2 separate regions of the Anas platyrhynchos genome follow, and region 1 is linked to region 2. The links are chromatin contacts, called in public Hi-C maps. All regions are on one chromosome and are shown on one strand. Each heading gives the region's core, a stretch centred on a gene start, on an enhancer-like site or on the middle of the called end of the contact. The rest is flanking DNA. Distances are from core to core; before and after follow the strand shown. Region 1 holds the start of AXIN1 (axin 1). Region 2 overlaps AXIN1 (axin 1).

Region 1 (4,845 bases), core at 260-2,759, 65 kb before region 2:
CCGTAACCTTTATCAGCCAAACTTGTAATCTCTTCAAAGGATGACATCAGAGTTTGACAAGAGCTATTTTCCAGAAACCAGGCTGATTGCATTAATTATATTCCCATCCTTTAATTCTTTACCAGCTGAATCCCACATCAGCTTTTCTATTATTATGCCTGAGATCAGTGTTGCACTGTTACATGCTCTGAGCATCATCCACATGAAAGCACAAGGACCTGCACCATTCTGCCAGGCTCTCCGCCAGGGAAGGGGAGTGCTGCTGCACTGGGGGTGAACTTTTGTGCGTTTTAGGAAGCTGAAAAACATGTCAGTTTCTGAGAGTGCACAACAAAACACAAACGCAAAAAAAAAAAAAATGTTGAACACACCGGTATGTGTGATAGGAGAATGCTAATTGAGTGAAAAATCAGAAACCAATCCCTACCAGAAAATTTTTGTCATTTTTGATTTTGAGAGGACTGCCTCGTGGCTCGTGTTGCTTGTTTATTTTCTGGGATCATACCTAGGGATCTGCCATGCTTGGGTCCAGGGCTCTGGCTATCCTCACCTTCCAGGGAAGAAACAGGCTTTGCATTTACCTGCAGGACTATTCTTGTTCAGTCTCTGCATATGCTAACCCCCTTCTTTTTGCACTGTCACCCAGCACTCCCAGACCCCATTACATCCCACATGCTGGGGCATTTCTGGCCAGAAGCTTCCTATCACCAGCCACCCCTGGGTAAGGCACGATCCCCTCAGGCCTTTCTCAAGAGGCTCCATGTTGTTTCACCCATTTCAGTCCGCGCAGTGCCACCTCTTGGCGAGTTGCCTTTTTCCTCTTTGCTGCAGAATTGCTCGGCTACACAGAGAAGGACACAGCTGCAGTTTGGACAACTGCTCGAGCTGTTTGTTAAGGCAAGAGCCGCTCATGGAGCATCCACACTGCTCCATCCCTCACCCCACAGCCGTGCGGTCTTTTTGAGGAGGTGCTCAGATAAATGCGTGCCAATCGGTCCCTGTGCGAGCAGAGGAGGCCTGTGGCACCACCGAGCTGGCTTCGAGGGTCACTTCGAGGGCTGAGGCCTTTTCCCAGCCTTTTTCCCCAGCTGTTGCTGTGCCGCAGAACCGGAGGTCTCCAAAGCAGGAGCCTCCCCCGGGCTGCATCGTGCCCAGGGCGTTCGGCTGCGCTCCTCTGGGCTTCTTCTGCCCAGAGCAAGCAGGAGGGGAAAAAAAAAGGAGAGAGGGAGGCAATTCCACACTGCGCTCCCACCTCGGGCTGCTCAGGTGCCGAACAAAGCAGCGGCTCGGGGCTGTGCCGGGGTCTCCACAGGGCCCCCGCGATCCCCGGGGCCGCCTCCCCGGGCCGGGCGAGCCCCGGCAGCCCCCGAGCCCCGCCGGGCCGGGCACCGGCACCCCGAGAGGAGGCCCCGGGGAGGCTGCGGGGGCTCGGGGCCGGGCCGGGGCCGCTCCTCCCCCGCGGCCGGGCCCCGCAGTACCGGGCGGGGGCGCGGGGGGCGCGGCTGAGCCGCTCTCTCCCCGGCGCTGCGAGGCAGCGGCGCAGGCGGAGCGGAGCGGTGCGGGGCTGGCTGCTCGCCGTGTCGCCGCCAGAGCCAGCGGCCGCGGCCATGGGCGTCCCGGGCCGCCCGCTTTGTGCCGCCGCCGCCTCCGCTTCCTCGGCCCGGGCGCCGCCGCCTCCTCCCCCCGCCGCTCCGGGCCGCTGCCGAAGCCGCCGCTGCCGCTGCTGAAGCCGCATGGGCCGGGCCCCGCGCCGCCGCCGCTGCCGCCGCCGCCGCACCGTGCGGGTGAGTGAGCGGGCGGGGAGGCGGCCCCGAGCCCAGGCCCTGCGCCGAGGCCGCGCCGGAGGCCGCCGCCGCCGTGCGGGCGGAGCGGGGCCGCGCCGGGAGCCGCCGAGCCGGGGCTAGGCCGCCCTCAGAGCGGGGGGCGGGCGCCCGGGGCGGCCCTTGCCGGGCCGGGCCGGGCCGCGGGGGCGGTGGGTCCGGTGGGGGCGCTTCTCGCCTCCCTCCCTTCTCCTCCTTTCCTCGGCTCTCGCCCCCCCGGTGCTGCTGGGGGCCGTGACAGCGCCCGGGCTGCGAGCGGCTTCCCGGGGAGCCCTGGGCGGCGTGCGGGGCAACTCGCAGCGGGCCGGGAGGCGGCGGCGGCTCCGGGAGGTCGCCACGAGCTGAGGGGGGGGACCCGAGCCCAGCCCAGCCGAGCCGCGGAGCTGCCCGGGACCGGCGGCTCGGGGCCACGCTGGGGCAGCCCCGGGGGGCTCCGGTGCCCGCTGTGGTGGGCGCAGGTTGGGCACGAGGCCTCCGGGCCTCGCGGCTCCCCTCGCCCCTTGCCGGGGGTGCTCGCGGCTCGCAGGTCGGTGGGGAGGGAGGACCTGGAGCCTCGGCGGTGGCTTTGGGTTGAGAGGAACAGAGGGAGGAAAAAAAAAAAATAAAGGCAGAGCATCCAAAAGATGTGTTCATCTGGGCGCGGCGAGCGCGGGGAGGCGGGCTGCGATGGGGTGCGTGTTCCCTGCGCTGTTTTCGTGTGCGGTGGAGTTCATCCAGCACAAGGAGCGGTTTGGCAGGCGGCTGGGGCTGCAGGGGTTGCAGGGCCTTGGGGCGGGTGGTGCTCTGTGAAACAAGACTTTGGCTACTTTCAGGAACAGAGCGGCTCCGTCGGGATGGGCCTTCAGAGAGCACCTGGTGCAGCTGGTCTGAAACGCCTCTCACCTTGTCTGGGGGTGAAGGCAGCAGCCCGGGGTCTGTCCTTCTCCCCCCACGCCTCCCATCCTCCATGTTGCCTCACAGCCCTGTTCTTAAAACGCTGTGTGCGAGCCGATTGCCGTCTTCGGGTGATTCTCTCCTCCTTTGATGACCTGAAATTTTCCCAGGCTCACAGCGTGCAGTGCTGTTAGCTTAAATGAACCTTTGCTAAATGGCCTCTGTCTATGAAAAACGGTGCCAGACCTGAAGTCCTGTACTGACATGCCCATTGGAAGCAAGAATGTTGTTCGCATGCCCAAAATATTGGGGTCAGTGATGCGTTTGGATTCCCCTGGAGCGAGATGAGGCGATGCAGTGCGTTTCTCCAACGCAGAGAGGAATGTCGCGGTGGTATGCCACTGGGGTGTACAAAAGCCACCTGTGTTTGGTTAAGGTGTGATCTCAGCTTTGGTACATACTGGGTGTTCTTTCAGGATATTTTTTCCCAAGCCTTAATGTAAAATCCTCTTTAGGGATGAGAATTTCCTAGGCTGGTATCCAGGTAAAAACACACTGCCTTGATGTGCCCTGGGACACGTGCTGTCCAGGTGGGCTTTGCAGAGAAGTTGATCCCAGTGCAGAAGCTGCCGTGTGCCTGTCCTGTGGGCTGTTACCGCTTGGCACCTGAGTGTAAATCTCTTGGACCCAGTGAATGCCAGATCCCAGGTCCTGAAGAAACACCTATAATGTGAAACTGGTGGCTGTTACTGTAGCACCAGTGCTATCAGTTGGGGCAGATGCTAGATACAGTTTTGGAATATTCTGTCATTTTTGGAGGAAGGAAGAGGGTACCTGTTTCATCCTGATCCCTGAAATTGCTGAGAGCTTTGTCATTGATTCTGATGAGAAGGGGGATTCGGTACAGTAATCATGCAGAGCAGTATCAGCGCCTTGTAATCTTAGAGTGTTTGTTTGCAGTGCTTAACATATTTCTTTCTCATCTGTTTCAGCAGAACAAACTCGTTCACAGTGGAACTACAGATATCGGTGATCTGAGGTCTCAGCTCTTCCCCCTTTGTTCCTGTGTGAGCAAACGCCAGAAAAATGAATATCCAGGGGAAAGGCTTCCCTCTGGACCTTGGAGGAAGCTTCACTGAAGATGCTCCAAGGCCGCCGGTTCCTGGTGAGGAGGGTGAACTCGTGTCCACAGATCCAAGGCCAGTTAGCCACGGTTTTTACTCTAGCAAAAGTGATGTTGTTAGAAATGAGACGTCCACCGCAACGCCGAGGCGCTCTGATTTGGATTTGGGATATGAGCCCGAGGGGAGTGCTTCGCCAACTCCACCCTACCTGAAGTGGGCTGAGTCGCTGCACTCCTTGCTCGATGATCAAGATGGTATCAACCTCTTCAGGACTTTCCTGAAACAGGAGGACTGTGCGGATCTGCTGGACTTCTGGTTTGCCTGCAGTGGCTTCAGGAAGCTGGAGCCGTGCGTGTCCAATGAGGAAAAAAGACTCAAACTGGCAAAAGCCATTTACAAAAAATACATTCTCGACAACAATGGCATTGTGTCCCGGCAGATCAAACCAGCCACAAAAAGTTTCATTAAAGACTGTGTCGTGAAACTACAGATTGACCCTGACATGTTTGACCAGGCCCAAACTGAGATTCAGTGCATGATAGAAGACAATACCTACCCTTTGTTCCTTAAGTCGGATATTTATTTGGAATACACAAGGACAGGTGGGGAAAGTCCCAAAATTTACAGCGATCCGAGCTCAGGGTCTGGGACAGGTAAGGGGCTACCTGGTTATCTGCCTACTCTGAATGAGGATGAGGAGTGGAAATGTGACCAAGACGCCGAGCCTGAGGCCAGCAGGGACTCTGCCCCCTCGAGCAGGCTCACCCAGAAGCTGCTTTTGGAGACGGCCACCCAACGTGCCAGCTCGACACGGCGGTACAGCGAGGGGAGGGAGTTCAGGTACGTGCTCTGTGCTGCCTCCGGGCTGCCCTGAGGGAGCTGCTGTGAGTTTGGAGGCGCTGAGAAAGGGAGGATGAGGACGTTTGTTTGGGAGTGCTTGAGGCTGGCTGAGCATCAGCACGGTATGGGATGGCATCACATGGATGTTACGCTGGAATGCAGCTGTATTTGAATGCAATGCGAGTTAT
Region 2 (4,933 bases), core at 1,237-3,736:
TCAGCAGCTCGGTGTTGTCTCGTCTCCCCTTTCCTCCACCCATGCCAGCCGCGGGCAGGTGTCCGCCGGGCGAGAGCGGCTCATCTGGGTGCAGGCAGGTTTGGGGAGGAGGGGAGGGCTAGCGCTGCACTGCCAGGCACAGACTAAGATCAGATAACTCAGGCAAAGAGATTAAAAAGAGGAAGAATCTGTCCTGGTTTAGCGCATGAGTTAATTTGCAAGCTTTTTAGTTCTGGATATCCTAGGCAAGTAGAGATGTCTCACACAGGTTGGCTTGGAAGCAGGGCCTCCTTCCCTCGTTACCTGCCATTGTCTCAACGTGGGGCTTTCCTGCTTCACGCGAGGCTGAGACCAGTGCTGGGGTCAGGAAGCCAGCTGCCCACCAGAGCTCACCAGCACACCACCAACCCAAACAGCACTTGCTCCTGGCAGAGGACCTGCTTAGGGTCCAGATCTGCTCATAGAATCACAGTCATTAAGGTTGGGAAAGATCTCCAAGATCATCTGGTCCAACCATCCCCCTACCACCACTGTCACCCACTAAACCACGTCCCCAAGCACCACGTCCAACCTCTCCTTGAACACCCCCGGGGACGGTGACTCCACCACCTACTGACCAACACCCCCAGATCCTTCTCCTTCCCTTAGCCCACCCTGATCTCAGTCTTGGAGCAAAACAAAGTACCAGATCCCAGTTATTTGCACAATTGAATTTCAGGTAGCCAGAAGATTTCCTAAATCCCAAGCACCCATTTGGCTAGGCAGTCCCAGGTTCACCCTGGGCACGTTTGTGCCTCCCTGCTGCGGTGTGACAGCACCGCCAGAGCAGAAAGCACGTGCTGCCATTCATCAGGGATCTGCCCCAGGGGCAGATCTTGCCTTGCAGATACCAGCTGCTGTTTAAACCTGAGAACTCTCCAGAATGTAGGTACCGGCCCTGAGAGCCTCCAAAGCGTTGAGTATGTCAGTGGGTCATCACAATTTAACCCAGCATTAAGGATTTAGGCAGTGCGTGCTCCATTTTTTCCTGTATCCAACCCAGCTGCCCAGGGAGGGCATTTGGCAGGCTGTAGCGTTGCCACTGGAGATGAAAGGTGCTTCCGAAGTTAGGAGCAATTTGTGAGCGACTGGTGTGTCCCCTCTGTGAGTGGGCATTGTGTCACACACTGAGTCACATCTCTGCAGAGTGGCTTGGTGTTAGGAGTCCCTGTGACAGCCGGGATCACTGTCATCCTGATCAGCCTTGTTCCAATGAGTTTGCACAACAGCCTCTTTCTGGTTCTTGCAAAAGAATGAGGGTGTTATGAATAGATCTTTTGGATCCCTTGAAGTCAGTTTGCATTGCAGCGAGGCAGGGAAATCAGAGGGGCCGTGGCCACAAAAGAGGGTGAAGGGAAAGGCACCTCAGCAGGGCAGCACAGGAGCTGGGAGGAGAAGCCCAGGCTGGCAGAGGGCTGCAAGTGTCCACGTCGTCTGCACTTTGGAAGCCCAGCATCGGCCCTGGTTCAGTTTGGAACCCCCAGGTGTGCCACTGGAGGAAGTCTGTTATTTGCTTTCTTGCTCTGTGGTTGGCAGCTGAGACTTTGAAGCTGGTTAGCAAGTGATGGATGATAACAACTGACAGGCAAAGCTGATGGGAGGCAGTGTTTTCTAGCAGATGCATTTATCTGGCAGGGCAGATATTCCCCGTGCTGCAAACGTGCCAAAGGAGGAAGAGAGAGCGGGATTAAAGGACTTGCTGGAATCCTACTTATGTGATTAAAAAAAATAGGCATCCTGTTTTCCAATAAAGAAACTTCATAAACATCTGAGTTTATCTTGGAGCATAAAATAGTTTGTCAGCATCAAAATTGTGGCTGTTAGCATGGAGGAGTTTTATTCCTCCTGGCACAGACTAAAGAGGTGCTAACAACAGCGTGCCCTAGACTACTGGGAACCATAAGAGCAAGCAGTTAGTTACAGCCGGTGTCTTTATCTGCACGAAGCGTTTTGCTGGAGCATTAGCATGCCTGGGAGAAGGCGGTGTTTGATTTTCAAAACCGTTCAGGCTGCTGTTGACCTTCAGTTGTACGCTCCTGTTACAAGCCTGCTGTTTGCCTTGCTTTGTGGAACATTCGGGTGAGAAAACCCCCTGGTATCTCCTGACTTGAGAATGGTTTTGCTGCATGTCCTGTGACTTTGTGCTTCATCTGCTGACCTTTGAAGCAGTGCCTCACCGAAGGCCTGTAGGAAGCTGCAGGTACGCTGCGGTGAGCTGCGTTTCCGCTGCTGGTTGTTGCAGAACCATCTTCAAGGGACTTGGGGAGCTTTTTAGCAAACCTCTGCCCACGTATAAATCCGATCGAGTCGGTACACTTATAAGAAAGGCGCATCTGTAAATCCTGGCTTTGTGTCAGCAGATGCCTGGTCTCTTTGGGCCATGCGGTGCGGCAGCGGGGTGAGCCGGGATGGGGCAGGCTCAGGCTGCACACTAGGAAGCTTTCCACAGGAGGGCAGCGCAGCCAGGGACAGGTCTCCAAAGAGGGGAGGCATCTCCATCTGGAAGGCTTTCAAGACCCGGCTGGACAAAGCCAGGGCTCACCTGTCTGAGTGTTGGTGGCAGGCGTGCTGTGAGCGGGAGGTGGGACTAGAGACCTCCAGAAACCCCTTGTGCCAGCCTGCTGTCATTCTCTGATTGTCCTCTGGTTTCTTGCAGGAGGAAGAAGGTGAGGAAGCAGACATCTCTTCTGGTCCTTCAGTCATTAGCCACAAGATGCCTTCTGCCCAAACCTTTCATCACTTTGCTCCTCGTTACTCTGAGATGGGCTGTGCTGGGATGCAGATGAGAGATGCACATGAAGAAAACCCAGAAAGCATCCTCGATGAACACGTACAGCGTGTGATGAAAACACCAGGCTGTCAATCTCCAGGACCTGGCCGCCACTCTCCTAAGCCACGGTCTCCAGAAAGCGGCCACTTAGGAAAGCTGTCAGGGACACTAGGAACAATTCCTCCAGGGCATGGCAAACACACAACAAAATCAGGAATGAAACTGGATGCAGCTAACTTATACCACCATAAACATGTCTACCACCACATCCATCACCACAGCGTGATGAAACCAAAAGAGCAAATTGAGGCCGAGGCCACGCAGCGGGTGCAGAACAGCTTTGCTTGGAATGTAGATTCACATAACTATGCAACAAAGTCACGAAACTACACTGAAAACTTGGGCATGGCCTCTGTCCCCATGGACTCTTTAGGCTACAGGTGAGTCAGGGCAACACCCAGTGGGAGTCCCGGAGCTGGAGCTTCTCTAGGAGGCTCTTTCATAAATGGGCTCTAGCATGCCAGTGAAACAGGGTGGCTGAGCCATGTTTTCTTATGGGACATGGTTTGAGGGCTTCTCACTGCTCTTCCCCCTCAGAAATGAATGCTTCCTGATAACCCTTTTAAGCCCCTTTTCACCTCTGGGTCTGGTGCTAAAAGACATCCTCTAACCAGGATTTTTAATTGCCTTGGTTATAAAGTAGCTCTTCTGCTCCTTAAAGCAGCGGAGGTGCTGGTCGACTTAACCATGCACTGGGAGCTGATAAGTGTAGGGCTGTGTCTTAGGGCCTGGGCAACAGAAACCGGACTCTTAAGCTGTTTATGAGAGGACACAAAAGTACTCCTTTCTGCAAGGCATAATTTATTTACCAGAAGGGTTTATTTCTCTTCATATATAAGGGGTGGTTGCTCTGGTGCTGCTGTGGCCTGCTATCCCAGGGGGATGTTCTCTCAGGCAGGGCTGTGTCCATCTCTGCCCAGGAGAGATGTCACTGCCATGTGTGCTCTTGACAGTTTTTCCTTTGTTTGAATTAGAAACATGGATTGAGAGAATGCTTTGGGTTGGAAGGGACCTTAAAGATCACCTGTTTCCAGCCCCCTGCTACGGGACACTTCCCCCCAGCTCAGGCTGCCCAAATCCCACCCAGCCTGGCCTTGGGCGCTGCCTGGGATGGGGCACCCACAGCTCCTCAGGGCAGCCTGGGCCAGGGCCTCACTGTCCTCATAGGAAATAGGATTTCTTCCTCAGAGAATTTCTTCTGAACATACAATCTAAATCTATTCTCTTAAGATTTAAAACTGTTACCCTTGCCCTGTCATTTCAATCCCTGATAAAGGATGCCTCCCCATCGTTCCTGTAGGTCCCCTTTATATACTGAAAGGCCACAGGAAGGTCTCCCCAGAACCTTCCCTTCTCCGGGCTGAACACTCCCAGCTCCCTCAGCCTCTCTTCACAGCAGAGGAGCTCCAGCCCCCTGACCACCCTCATGGCCTCCTCGGGACCTGCTCCAGCAGATCCCCGTCCCTCCAGTGCTGGGGTCCCAGAGCTGAGCGCAGGGCTCCAGGTGGGGTCTCACGAGAGCGGAGCAGAGGGGAACAATCCCCTCCCTCACCCTGCTGACCGTACTGCTGTTATTGCAGGCTGGGGCACAAGTAGCTTTCTGGGCTGCCAGCACACATATTCAGCTCACATTCAGTTTTTCATCCGCCACCCAATTCCTCCATCTTCTGTCTGTGTGCTGAGAGGAGAGGACGAAGTTTATTCTCTGCAGCAGTGGGTTTTGCTAGTCCTGTTACTGAATTACTGTGAGGGCGAGGCTCAGGGCTACCTTGAATAATGAGTGGTGATGATAAACGTGGAGTAACTGTAGTTGAGAGCTTGGCTGGCTCCTTAAGATATGTTATTTTGGGGCAAGGCCTTGCAGTGTACTCGGGGTGGGATTTTAGTGAAGGCAGGCTGCCAGGTGGGTCTGCAATGTGTAGGAACAACCTTCTGGAGGAGGGATGAGGGAGGCAGAGCGTGGAGGCAGCTGAAGCAAACTGCTCTGTAGGCTGGCAGGGAGGGAGAGAGCCCTTACATCTTTCTGGGGGCTTGAAATGTGGCTGGGCTGCTTCAACAAAGCAT

Evidence for each region. Hi-C and Micro-C count contacts between places; a contact is called where the count stands out from the background.
Region 1: a Hi-C map of F1 follicle shows a contact between it and region 2, with 2.3 times the contacts expected there. The contact joins the promoter of AXIN1 here to the enhancer-like site in region 2. A contact is called at or near these places in 4 of 8 Hi-C or Micro-C datasets (F1 follicle, liver, skeletal muscle and 1 more).

What each region holds. Positions count from the first base shown.
Region 1 is chr15:9,114,320-9,119,164 of IASCAAS_PekinDuck_T2T, reverse strand. AXIN1 (axin 1) reads left to right here and starts at 1,509. Exons shown (of 9, transcript XM_038186939.2): 1 at 1,509-1,784; 2 at 3,686-4,657. The coding sequence starts at 3,780.
Region 2 is chr15:9,050,629-9,055,561 of IASCAAS_PekinDuck_T2T, reverse strand. AXIN1 (axin 1) reads left to right here. Exons shown (of 9, transcript XM_038186939.2): 6 at 2,696-3,249. Among named protein-coding and RNA genes, the nearest start is that of PDIA2, 20 kb to the right of the region's middle. Within about 2 kb of position 2,486, at least 3 of the 8 cell types and tissues checked have an H3K27ac peak or open chromatin away from gene starts, as enhancers often do. A contact at or near this core is called in F1 follicle, where this site is marked.